2 separate regions of the Zea mays genome follow, and region 2 is linked to region 1. Evidence: chromatin contacts called from public Hi-C data. All regions are on one chromosome and are shown on one strand. Each heading gives the region's core, a stretch centred on a gene start, on an enhancer-like site or on the middle of the called end of the contact. The rest is flanking DNA. Distances are from core to core; before and after follow the strand shown. Region 1 holds the start of LOC103650558 (dihydrofolate synthetase). Region 2 holds the start of LOC100282943 (Chaperone protein dnaJ 15).

What was found. Hi-C and Micro-C count contacts between places; a contact is called where the count stands out from the background.
Region 2: a contact with region 1 is called in a Hi-C map of endosperm, with 3 times the contacts expected there. The contact joins the promoter of LOC100282943 here to the promoter of LOC103650558 in region 1. A contact is called at or near these places in 6 of 25 Hi-C or Micro-C datasets (bundle sheath, endosperm, leaf and 2 more).

Annotation. Positions count from the first base shown.
Region 1 is chr3:130,817,475-130,823,871 of Zm-B73-REFERENCE-NAM-5.0, forward strand. LOC103650558 (dihydrofolate synthetase) reads right to left here and starts at 2,544. Exons shown (of 9, transcript XM_008676133.3): 1 at 2,042-2,544; 2 at 1,871-1,968; 3 at 1,167-1,317; 4 at 504-665. The coding sequence starts at 2,308.
Region 2 is chr3:131,016,962-131,023,358 of Zm-B73-REFERENCE-NAM-5.0, forward strand. LOC100282943 (Chaperone protein dnaJ 15) reads right to left here and starts at 3,211. Exons shown (of 13, transcript NM_001155848.2): 1 at 3,084-3,211; 2 at 2,783-3,003; 3 at 2,515-2,659; 4 at 635-758. The coding sequence starts at 2,645.

The DNA.
Region 1 (6,397 bases), core at 1,294-3,793:
AATGCTGCTGCTCCTTGCATACAATGCAGTGTGACAGGACCACTCATACATGATGCAATACCTGAGGTAATACATTATGTAGTAGTGTAGGACACAACTCAATGTTAAAATGTTGCTTTAAGAAACAAGTCTGAGAATCAAGCAGTCTGGGTAAACATAAACAAGAATAACTGAATAAGGAAAGGGCCTGCATGTCCAGTCATAATTGTCATATACTGTGGCAGATTTTATGTAAGGACAATACAACTGAACCAAGTCTTTTAGAAAGAAACAAGAAAAAAGATAACATCTTTCTCATGTTACTGAACAAAACGAGAACAAGATTCCTACAATGGAACGAGTCAGGTGTCAGGAGCAGGGTTTGTCATATCACCCATTTAATACAAGTACAAAAAAAGTGCTAGACACATTCAAGTTGGCTTTAAGATCAAGGTATAAACAGGAGCAACTAGACACTGGTAGTTACAGAAATACAGAATGAAAATGATAAGTGAATTGCATACTGGTTGTCCTTGTTTAATGATTCCAGACTTTGCTATTGCTATGCTTTGCAGGGAGCCACCCAATGCAACCAGATGTTCCCTCCCTACTGTTGTTATGACGGATGCTGCTAATTCAGTACTCCGAATAACATTTGTTGCATCCCTAGCTCCACCAAGACCTGCCTAGAAAATAAATAGATAAAAGCAAAAACTGGTGATATCATTTTTACGACTGAATTGAACAGATGATGTTGAGAATGTAATTCAATTTTGAAAAGCAAGACCCTTTGCTTTCAAGACTTCTTTAAAATCAGTGATATCGATTGCATTACTTCCTATTTCAGTCTTGACATTTAACAGCAATGAGCACAAAATCTGAGAGGTCATAAAGGGCAGTAACAGATGTTCTGTAACTTACTTCAATGATGGCAATGTCAACATTTTCTTGTGAGAATAGAAGAAATGAGAGAGCAGTAAAAACCTACAAAGGCATGCATACAATCTCTGGAAGTCATGTCTATGATCAAATGAGAAACAAAACATGAACAGTTTCAAACCCGATAGTATTTGGATGTAAGAAAAAAATTCCCATCAGTTACAATGATTATTTGTATGTGTCCACAAAACAGTCAAAAACTAATCTTCATAAGAGAACAGGTGGGCATATTTACAATAACAAACTACCTCAAAATGCGTTAGGGATCCATTTTCCAATTCTATTGCTTCATCAATAGCTTCCTTAGCCCCATCAAAAAGATCACTCAACAGTCGTACTGGAACAGGGCCTCCATCATTTCCAACAGAAATCCGTTCACGTATTGTTAGAAGATGTGGACTGCATAGGAGAGAGAATTATAGTGGTGTTAAAAAACAGTGAGACACAATGGAACTGAACAAATTACAAACCATCTAAAATAAAGGATTACACATTTACACTTCAATACCTTGACATAGATCTAAACATGAAAAGTGAAAGACAGTATTCCAAAATAATTTGATACAAAACAAGATCCAGCTAAAGAAGCTATTGACAGGATAGCGCTAAGGCAGAGGCTGGAGAATGATAGTTTTTTTGGTACATAAACCTCATTCAATGAAACCTACTTAAAACAGGCTGCATTTTCCTCCTGCATACCACATTGAATTATTTACAGCCCCATTTAGGATATTTGTCTTATTCATACATTTTGCAATTCCAATTTGATACCCTCCGTTAAAAATTGATACCGGTTGACAGCCTAAAGGCCAAAACCATGTTTTCTATGCAATTGTTCGAGCAACCAATGATGAATCCATTCGAATCCATGGCCCCTATCATACCGGCACCACAAAAATTTCTGCCTAACAACTGCACGTGACTGACAAAGATGATGACGAGTTAAGATTACCTAGAATAACTTCCCACATTGTAGCCTTGCGCCCTCATGATATTGGACAGCAATGCAGCAGTAGAACCTTTCCCCTTGGTGCCGGCGATATGCACAGCCTACACACACATCTATTCAGCTACATATTTCCATTCACAGCTAACTCCCAAGATGCCATCAGGGAGAACTCACCGGGAAGTCGGTGTGGGGATCGCCGAGCCGACGAAGGAGTCGGCGCATGCGCCCGAGGTCGAATCCGTCGTCGGAGTCGGTGCCGGCGCCGCGCGGCACGCCCGAGCGCTCGTAGTTGCGCAGCCGCTCCATGTAATCGAAGAAACCCCCGAGCGGGCCCTCCGCCTCGCCACCGGCCATGGCGGACAGACTGCGGCGGGTGACGCTCCTCCCCAGCAGCAGACCGCGCGGGAGGCCGAGCGCGGCGGGGAAGCGGTGGCCGAGCATCCGTCGCGGCCGTGCGGCGGCGGCGGGAGGCGACGCAGGGCGCGCAGTCGCGGCCGTGACGCTCAGATGCGGCGAATCAAGCGCGCGCGGGATACGGGTGAATGTTGGCTTGAGCTGTGGATGGGTCGGTGGGGAGGACGCCGGAGTCGGGCAGCGGAGGACGGGCGCGAGGAGAGATCAGACAACGCCGAGCGAGCAGAGTGCGGTCTGTTTGGTTAGCTGGTTCAGTCACTGTTACACTAGACATGTGTTTGATACTTAGTTTATAGCCATAATTAGAGCAAGATTTTTCTTAAGAGCAATTATGATTATACCTCTGTCGGGGATGATGGGTACCAAACTACACTCCTGAAAACACGCTTAAAACCTCTCCCGAGTACCGAGAATCAAGAACTCCGCCTCGTCCGAAGTCACCCTCTGAGAATCTGCCCAAAACTCCGCCTTACCCAAGCCCGATCTCGGACGGGCCGTAAATACGAGCAGATCTCGGTCCCGACCGAGGATCCCCTACCCCTAGAAGCTATGTCCACCTCGCTCGAGCCCATCACGGGCGAGAGGGACAAGACCCATGGCAAACCTTTCGAAGGTCACTAGGGGACAACCGTATTTAATGCGTGCACCTACCCCGCACAGGGTTGCAGGTGTACAGTGGTAACAAGATCGCGGTCTTGTCAAAGATTCACCAATATGATTACGCATGCGCCGCTGTACACGCACGTCGTCTGCCAGCCCCTGACGGGACATGTAATATGGACTAGCCCTCGGGCGCAAATTCTGCCTCGCCCGACGCAAAGCTCGCCCTCAAGACAGAACTCCGCCTCGTCGAGCTCGGCCTCGGCTACCTACTCCCCTGCGAATCCTGCGAAGGGCCACTCCTTCGAACTGTGGCAAGTGTCATCGAATCTCAGGACGGGCTCGGTCGCGACCTCAGACGGACCTCTGCCTTGCCCGAGCCTGGTTCTGACATCGATATCTGTGACGAAGGACACCCCCAACGTCATCAGATACAGTGAAGTTGATGTGTCCCTTAAGAAGCTTTTTCCCATGCTAAGCACTGTGTCAACCACTACGGTATGGCAGCCTCTCCCAGGGGGCTCGGGTACGCGACCGAGCCCTCGGTCTCAGCCTCGGCTCACAGCAGGAAACAAGCAAGCTCAAGTCAATAACAAAGTACAAAGGCCATGTTGTCCATAGGACACGAAGACACTCACCACAGCAGAAGGCAGCCCCGTCTACAAGGACGCGCTCCCCTTAGGCGTATAAATAGGGTAGTCCATGGCTCCTCTAGGGGGTATGCAAGCACTTGGCAGTCTTCTCCTACATTTGATATTGGCACTTGCTGAAAGGAAAATGTGCCCTTGGGCCATTCTATACATGTTTTAGTGATTAGATGGTCAACACATATTGTTTTGTTTGATATAAGCTAAGTGCCAAAGAGATGCAAATGGAAAAGCAAGGTATGATTCTAGCCTTAGTAAATTGTTCTTAGTACTAATATTATTCTACTAAGTGTTAGGAACCTTGTCAAATCGAGAGAAATCGGATTAGAGAAGTTTGGCTAAGTCCAGCCAAACTTGCACCAGCCTGCGGTGCACCGAACTGTTCGGTGTGCACCGGACAGTGTCTGGTGCCCAGGCTGGCGCCCTGGCGAACAGACCGCTCTCAGGAAAATGATGAGGGCACCACAACTATAATTCACTGGACTGTCCAGTGAGCACCAGATTGTCTGGTGTGCCAGCCATGCCACAAGCCAACGGTCGACCACGCAATCAGCGGGTGACATGTGGCTCAGCCAACGGTTAGGAGGCAACACCGGACTGTCCAGTGTGCCACGTGGCTGGCAACGGTCGGCTTCGCTAGAAAAGGAAAGAAATCACACACTGTTCACTGCCTGGTGGTGCACAGGACTGTCCGGTGCGCCCACGGACAGAAGGCAACTAGTGCCTTCCAAATGGAGCTCAAACGACTTCTAGCTTCCTTAGGGCTATAAAAGGGACCCCTAGGCACATGGAGCAACAACCAAGCCTCCAATGAACATCCTACGACGCATAGACTCCGCAGGCACGCATTCGGTTCATTGCGTTTGAGATTGGAGCACTTCTTTGAGCCGTTATTCCTCTGCGTTGTTTTGTGTGCTCAGTTCTTGACTTGTGTGTTGTTGTTGCGACTCTAGTTCTTGTGTTTCTATTCCCTCCCTTACTCTAGTGGTTCTTGTGATTAATCTTGTAAGGATGAGAGACTCCAACTCATTGAGATTCCTCACAAAGGGGACACTTGAGAAAAGGAATAAAACCGTGGTAGTCAAGTTTGATCGTTGGATCACTTGAGAGGAATTGAGTGCAATCCTTGACCGAAGGAGGTCACCACAACGTGGAGTAGGCATTGGCCGAACCACATGATAAAATCACTGTGTCACTTGCGCATCTTTCTCTGTAATTGTTTTCCTCCATAGAGTTCTCATATATTCACTTGCGCTATTATTCCTAAGTTCAATATATATTCTAAGGGAACAATCAAGTGAAGAGTTCTCTCCTCTCTATCTATTGCTCCTTGGATTTGATCTTACTAACATTTATTATAAATCAAGTTTGTTTAGACTTGATTTTTACATGATCACCTATTCACCCCTTCTATGTGCTCTCAATTGGTATCAGAGCCATACTCTTCATTTAGGGACTAACCGCCCAAAGAGATGGATCATAAAGACAAGGGGATGGTGATCAACGACAAGGAGGAGACCCTCTATGTTGATGAGCCAAAAGGTGACAAACCCACTGACTCAGGCTCAAACAACAAGAAAAAGTATGGAAAGAAGAAGAGGCGCATCAAGAAGATCATCTTCTATGACAGCGATGCCTCCTCTTCTTCACCAAGGGAAGACGACGACGAAGACTCTTCGTCGAAAAATAAAACGGTTAATCAGAACTACTCTTTTGATTATTCTCGCATCCCTTATAATTCGAATGCTCATTTATTATCTATTCCACTCAGTGTTGGAGAGGAAATCTTCGGTCGGGTGGCGGAATGCACCCGCCCTAAATCCTAAGATGAGGAGGGGCCCAAGCGTTTTGCCTGTTAGGTGAAAACGGGAAGAGCACAAGAACACACCAGGATTTAGAGTGGTTCGGGCCGCTGGAGCGTAATACCTACTCCACTGTGTGATGTATTGAGCTTGAGAGCTTGTATGAACTTGTGAGTGTGAGAGTCTAAGTGTGTCTAAGTGAGCCCTTCTTGTAACGCTGTGTGCCCTCCCTTTTATAGCTCAAGGGGGCACGTACAAGGACCCTGAGCCCCGACATGCGGGCCCAGGGACATAACAGATGTAATACTTGGAGCAACTAATGCTAGTCGTGAGTGCAATCTCCTTGTGTCCTGATATCTGCGGTCTGCGTAGCATTGGCGTGCAGCGGAAGCTTCCCTGGCAACGTACGAGTGATGCTGAGCACAGTGTATGCCGCAGTATGGGCGTACCGCCTGTCAACGGAAAGGACAGGCATGCCGCCTGCAGGGTGGCTGGGTCGCCGCCCGTCAGCGGAGTGGACATGACTCATTAAATGCTGAGACAGTACATCGCCCGCTAGTGGAGTGGACAGGACTCATTAAATGCGGGGGCAGCACATCGCCTGCCAGTGGAGTGGACAGACGGTGTGGCTTATCCGCAATAAATGCGGTGGATGCACGGCCCAGAAGCCATACGTCAGGCTCCGCCCGTTGGCTTACGTCACGACCAGTGGGCCACGCGGCAGCATCGGGTCTCCGCGTGAGCGGGGAGCGGAAGCGTACGCGGTATGGTCCGGACACGTGTTGGCTCCGGACCTTCGCCTGACCTTGATCAAGGCCTGGGTATTCCTTGTTCTGGAATCCCGAGACCTTGCTGTGAGTGGCCCGGACCATGCACAGGGGGGTCCGGGACCCGTCCCAGGGGTTCGGGCACACCCGTGGAGGTTCTGGACCTTACCCGGAGGTCCGGTTTGTACGTACATAGGTCCGGCACTTTCCCATGGGGGTCTAGACCCACAGTCGATATCCTGGAATATATCGTCTTATCTGGCCACGTGGCGGCCCTGGAGCTGTCCACGTGGTGGGGTC
Region 2 (6,397 bases), core at 1,961-4,460, 200 kb after region 1:
CAAATTTATGTAATAGGTAAATAGTGTTGTTTACTCATAATTTACTTGTCTTTAATGCTTTACATCTCGCATTATTTTATATAATCTCTGAGAGTTCAGTTACGAAGATACAACCTTCGTAATTGTGTCATTTTAACCTTCGTCCGAAGTTCATTAAATCCTTGAGGAAATAATGCTTCAGCGGACGAAGGACATTAACATTTAACATTTTATGTTGCCTTGTTCTTAATTCATAGCATTTGAGAACAAGTCCCCAACACATGTGTTAACATTTCGTCATATGAAGAGACAACAAAAGTAAATAATTAACACAAGGAATCATTGGTGGACCTAAGAAATTCATAATTTGAAACAAAATAGATCTTTCTCCTAAGAAAACATGCTTGAAGAGTTCGGATACCCAAGGATGCTGGGGTCTATCTAAAAACAATGCTGACTAAGTAAAGCTCAACCATTTTGACACATCTGGGGTTAAAACAGACAAAACAGGGGGTATAGCATCCAGCAACTTTGATCAGACAGATATAAAAATGTGAGAATACAAAAGCTTTATACGGAAAACAAATAGACAGATAATAAAATAAGTGCAGCATTGTATGGTACTATGGTAGATTCAACAAAGATAGAACAGCACCTCAAAACCAGCAGTATCATACTGCCTTCTTTTCTCAGGATCTGACAAGATGCTATAAGAATATGCAACTTCTTTGAAGAGTTCCGATGCTTCTGGGTTGCTAGCATTCTTGTCAGGGTGGTACCTGTCAACAAAGATAAGAATTGTGATGTACAGAAAAGGGTAGGGTTCCAACAATGTTACATGGTGAAGGCATATCAAGGACTATGCAAGTAGCAGAAATAATTCCCCAATAAGCTGGATGCAATGGAGTGACAGTATCTGATGTTTTAAGACCATGGAATTACCTCATTACTGAATGAATAATCATATCACCACAAAAGGACAGTAACAAAAAATCTTGCCAGCAATTGCAAAACATATATGAGAGGGCAATGTTCTACAAACAGGTCTGCTCACACATGTACTTCATAACAGATTATGGGCCTGTTTGGATGGGCTTATATTAGCCGCTAGAATAAGCTAGATATTTGTGTTCACAGGACACCAAGCATTCAAAAGGTTTAAGTAGTTAGATATTTGTGTTCACTCCATCCCATTGGTGTTTCACCACAAGAACAAAGTGGTTAGATACTTGTGTTCCATCCAGTTAGTGGTTAGATACTCTCCTCTCATGTGAAGGGGCGCAAAGTGCACACAGTGGTGTGGGAGCGACTGTGACGCAGAAGAAATGTGCTTGATGATTTAGTCAATTTGGTTGACTGGCTTTGATTCTAAATTGATTTCTACTATGTTGATCTGAACATATTAGTCCATTTACTGCTGCAACAACAGCATCAACAAAAGCCTTTTAGTCCTAACTCCCAAGCAAGTTGGGTAGGGTAGAGTTGAAACTTGAAACCCAACAGAAGCCGCACGTGGCCATTTACTGCTGCTACCTATAATTTTTTCTTGATGCTTTGTAGTTTATGGAATGATTGCTACTGTATGGAATGTAAATGAATATACATATATAGATCCAAAATTTAACAAAAAAACATCAGTTACAACAGCCATTACCATACACTCTCAGCATGGTCTGAACAGCAAGTAAATAGCTATTACTAAGGTTTATTAGGAGCTTGGATAGACGAGATAGTCACATTGATTCCTGTTGCACTGTGTGGGGCAGCAACACTTCTTGCAATTCTTCTCATATTGTATATTCTAGAATGACTAGCAACTAAACTAGTACATGCTTTTTTTTGAGGAATAATATTATTCCGTTAATTATTGCTCAGGCAAACACGGTTGGATCGAAAGCAATGGCAGTTTTCAACTTGAATAAACAAAAAATTAAACAAATATCTTTTGCCAATATAGGAACTGATATCCATCTGGAGCCTGAAAAATGTTCTCTGCATTCGCTTGAAAAAATTATCACTGATAGGTTTTTTGCTGCTTTCTCATCAAGAAGCAGATGTGGGAACTAAATTCGTCATTGAGTGCACCTCGCATGAGTATTCGTCAGTTCAACTTTGCTGAGAGCTGGACAATGTGTTATTAATAATAAGACACTGATCATGAGTATTCGCCATTTCATCATTGCTAAGATCTGGGCAAAGTATTAGAAATAATTAAGCACTGAAAAATTGCAGCACATTAGCTAGCATATTGACTCACCTAGTTGGCCGTTACCAAATTCATAAACTACCAAATCAGGAACATTTTATTTGAAATAATCGCTTCACAGAAAACCCGCTTCTCGCTAACGTATAGTTTGGCAGAGCTCCTCCTCGGTTTAGCCTGGCAGCTGCTCTATGAGCTATGCCAAACAGGCCTATGTTAAACTAACGGAGTAGCGTCTGGGTTTTCCTCTCTTACGCTACCCAAATCAAAACACTCTTCCACCACACAAATCAAAGCAGCATAGCAAACGAAAAGGGTCATTGAAACCGTACTTGAGTGCGAGCTTCCGGTAGGCGGACTTGATCTCCTGGTCGGAGGAATCTCTGGGAACGCTGAGCACCTCGTAGGGATCCCGACGCACCACCGGGGCAGACGGCCCCTCCATCTTCCCCGACGACGACATCCCGGGACAAAACCCTAACAGATGTAATAACAAATAAAAGGTTCAAAAAATAATGCATCCGATCCCAACGGCCGGTAGTTGGACCATGTAACGGCGCCCGACGGTTAGACCAGCAGGTCGTCTGCCGGCGGATCTACCTTCTCAAGGCGCCTGGCGGCTCCAATTCTTTACGGAGACCGACGGCTCTAACTCTTTCCGGAGACCGACGGCTCGCAGCAGGGATGCGAAAGGGAGGCCGGGAGCTTGGGCACCGTCGTCGCAAGATCCGGATGAGGCGCGCTCGGCTGGGAGGACCAAGCCCCAGCAGAGGCGGCACCAGTTCGTCTGTGTCACGCCTGGCAAGGAGAGGCGCCTGCGCCTGGGAAAGGGAACGAGTGGCAGGTCTCTATAATTTTCGCCAAGTTGGGTCGGGACTCGGGATGAGAAATTTTTGCTCACCTCGGCGCGGCGCGAGCAGATCTCGCCGCGTAGATGGGCGGGCGAGACGGAGACGGCAACGGCCAACGAGGTTGGAGGAGCTAGCGGCGACCGACAAGGAGTGTTTGGTTTAGAAAGCGTTTGGTTTTAGACACTAATTTCAAATTTCTGTATTAAATACATAAACTAACACTCTATTTTAGTTTATCATACCAAACATATCATGGAAATATCTCCAGCAGCTACTCATACATATATCTATATTCGAACTATACTCTATAAACAATACAATATAAAGCGCAAAACATGGTTTTGGCTGACCATATAAGTACAATGTACAATAGTTCACTTATATGGTCACTTAAACATTGTTTTTGCACTGTGCATTGTATTGTTTGTGGAGTATTGTTTGAAAAAAAATTGTAAATCTACTCGAGCAAATATTAGAAAAATGATTTTTCTCGCTCCAACAGCTTCCTTATACTCTATCGAAAGAATTAGGGCATGTTTGGTTCGTTGTCTAACTTGCCAAATTTTGCATAACTTTTCTGCTTAGGCTAGGGGCTGTTTGGTTTGCTGTCTAACTTGACATAGTTTGCCACGCTTAAGGTTAGGCAAGTTTGACCAAGTTAGGCATGTGTTTGGTTTGAAGCCACAGTTGTGACAAGATTTTTCTCCTGCAGTGTAGGTCTCACTAGTCAATGACTAGTAAAATGTGGCAAGATTTCCTTAGGCAAGACAAATATGAGGCAGAATTTGAGCGTCTAACCTTAAGCACCTTAGACAAGTGTGGCATAAAATTGTGTGGCAATTTTTGGCACCACATGTATAGAACCAAACAGCCTCTAGTTCTTCAACTCAGACAATTAACCTCAAACAAAGTTTGGTATAGTTAGCCACGAACCAAACAGACCCTTAGCATCCCGCATCTATCTCCTCACCTCCCTCATATTTATGTGTAAGCTATTTCTCCACAATCGGCCTCGCTCGTATGCGAGTAGGCTCCCGCGATTTTTTTTCTGTCGCACGCGCACTTGTTGGGTGGGGCTTCGACGCATACACGACATAGCAGCCTCCTCCTCATGCTATCTTCAACCATTCTCCCTCCTAAATTATCATATTCGTACTTTATATTTATATTTAAATACCTCATTTTCAATAATTATTCCTTATATTTCTCTTTCTCTCCAACTATTCCCTCTATTTAGCTCTCCTTTACTTTTTAAATGAGCTATTTGCCTTTTATATATTAGTTTTTGGAGTTTTAAAAAATATTGTCATATTAATAGTACTGTAATACACATTATTATTTTGTAATTATACTAAAAATAGATTGATTTTGTAATTAAAGCGTTGATTAACAAAATGGATGGAGACTAGAACTCCCCCTACACAGGGTGGAATACTTCTCTCTCCCCGTAGAGGGTGCAGGAGGGGGCACCGTTAGACCCCTTCTCCCCTCATTTACACCTCGTAAGGAACAACCCGAGAGAGGGGGCTAGCCGACGTGAGCTGTTGGAGCTAGTCTCAGTGACGTGACGTAAGGAGCTCCTCGGTGATCATAAGTCTTGACGTCGAGAAGAGAGAGGTAACGAAGGCTAGTGGGATTTTATAGTTTTTAGTTTTTAAGGACTGTTGGAGTATATATATGATGCTTTGCTTCTAAAAATGTTTAGTCTGCCACCAATAACCATTTTTAGAGAAAATTTTTAACATATTTTTGGAGTTGTGAGAGCACCTAGAGGGGGTGAATAGGTGATCCTGTAAAAACTTAACACTTAAGGCCACAAAACTTGATTAAGAGTTAGCACAATGAAATCAAGTGGTTATAGGAGATCTCTTGTGAAATACAATAGACACAGTGAGAACAAGCACAAGAGACACGAGGATTTATCCCGTGGTTCGGCCAAGTACAAAACTTGCCTACTCCACGTTGTGGCGTCCCAACGGACGAGGGTTGCACTCAACCCCTCTCAAGTGATCCAATGATCGACTTAAATACCACGGTGTTCTTCTTTCTTTACTCTTTCCCGCTTGTGAGGAATCTCCACAACTTGGAGTCTCTCACCCTTACAATAAGAATCAAAGTGAAAGCACTAGAGTAAGGGAGGGAAGCAACACACTCAAATCCACAGCAGATACGCACACACACAACCAAGAATTTGAGCTCAAATGAGTATCACAAAGTTCACCACTAGAACGGAGCTCAAATCACTAAGAATGTCAAACGAGTGCGCAAAGTTGGAGTGAGAATGATCAAGAATGCTCAAAGTGTGCTTGGTGTTCTCCTCCATGCGCCCAGGGGTCCCTTTTATAGCCCCAAGGCAGCTAAGAGCCGTTGAGAGCATTCCAGGAAGGCAATTCTTGCCTTCTGTCAACTGGCGCACCGGACAGTCCGGTGCACCACCGGACACTGTCCGGTGCGGATTTCTTTCCTATTCTGGCGCAGCCGACCATTGAAGATTTGGGGCCGTTGGCGCACCGGACAGTCCGGTGCCCCCTTCAGACCGTTGGCCCGGTCACGCGTCACACGCGGATTGCGCGGCCGACCGTTGGCTCGGCCGACCGTTGGCTCACCGGACAGTCCGGTGAATTTTAGCCGTACACCGCCGACGAAATCCCGAGAGCGGCCTTTTCACCAGAGCCAGCCTGGCACACCGGACACTGTCTGGTGCACCACCGGACAGTCCGGTGCACCCAGACTGAGCAGAGTCTTGGCTGCTCGAGCCAAGTCTTTTCCAATTGTCTTTTCTCTGATTCTAGCACTTTGACAAATATGTTAGTACACAAAAACCAATGTACTAAGTCTAGAATCATACCTTTGTATTGATTTGCACTTTCTCCACCCTTTGGCATATACTCATTCCCTTAATGTGTGTTGGGCACTTAATCACCAAAATCTTATAGAAATGGCCCAAGGGCACATTTCCCTTTCAATCTCCCCCTTTTTGGTGATTTATGCCAACTAGGGCTGGACAAAATACTCGTGGCTCGTGAGCTCGCTCGACTCGTGGTCAGCTCGGCTCGGCTCGACTCGGTTCGTTTCAATTTTGTCACGAGCTGAGCTAACATCTCAGCTCGGTTCGTTAACGAGCCAGCTCGACACGAGCTCGAGCCAGCTCGTTAGCTCGAATGAGCTAGCATTTATATGCAAAACAAAATCTATATACGTATTGAATAAATTAATAAGTGATGAACTATGTTAATTTAAGGTTTAAATGATGTGATGTATAAAATTATGAGTATTGTTAGTCTTTTCTAGTGTTAAATTAATATGAAATTAATTAGCACTTGATTATATTGTTGTATATACACATGTATACTATTTTTTGTTG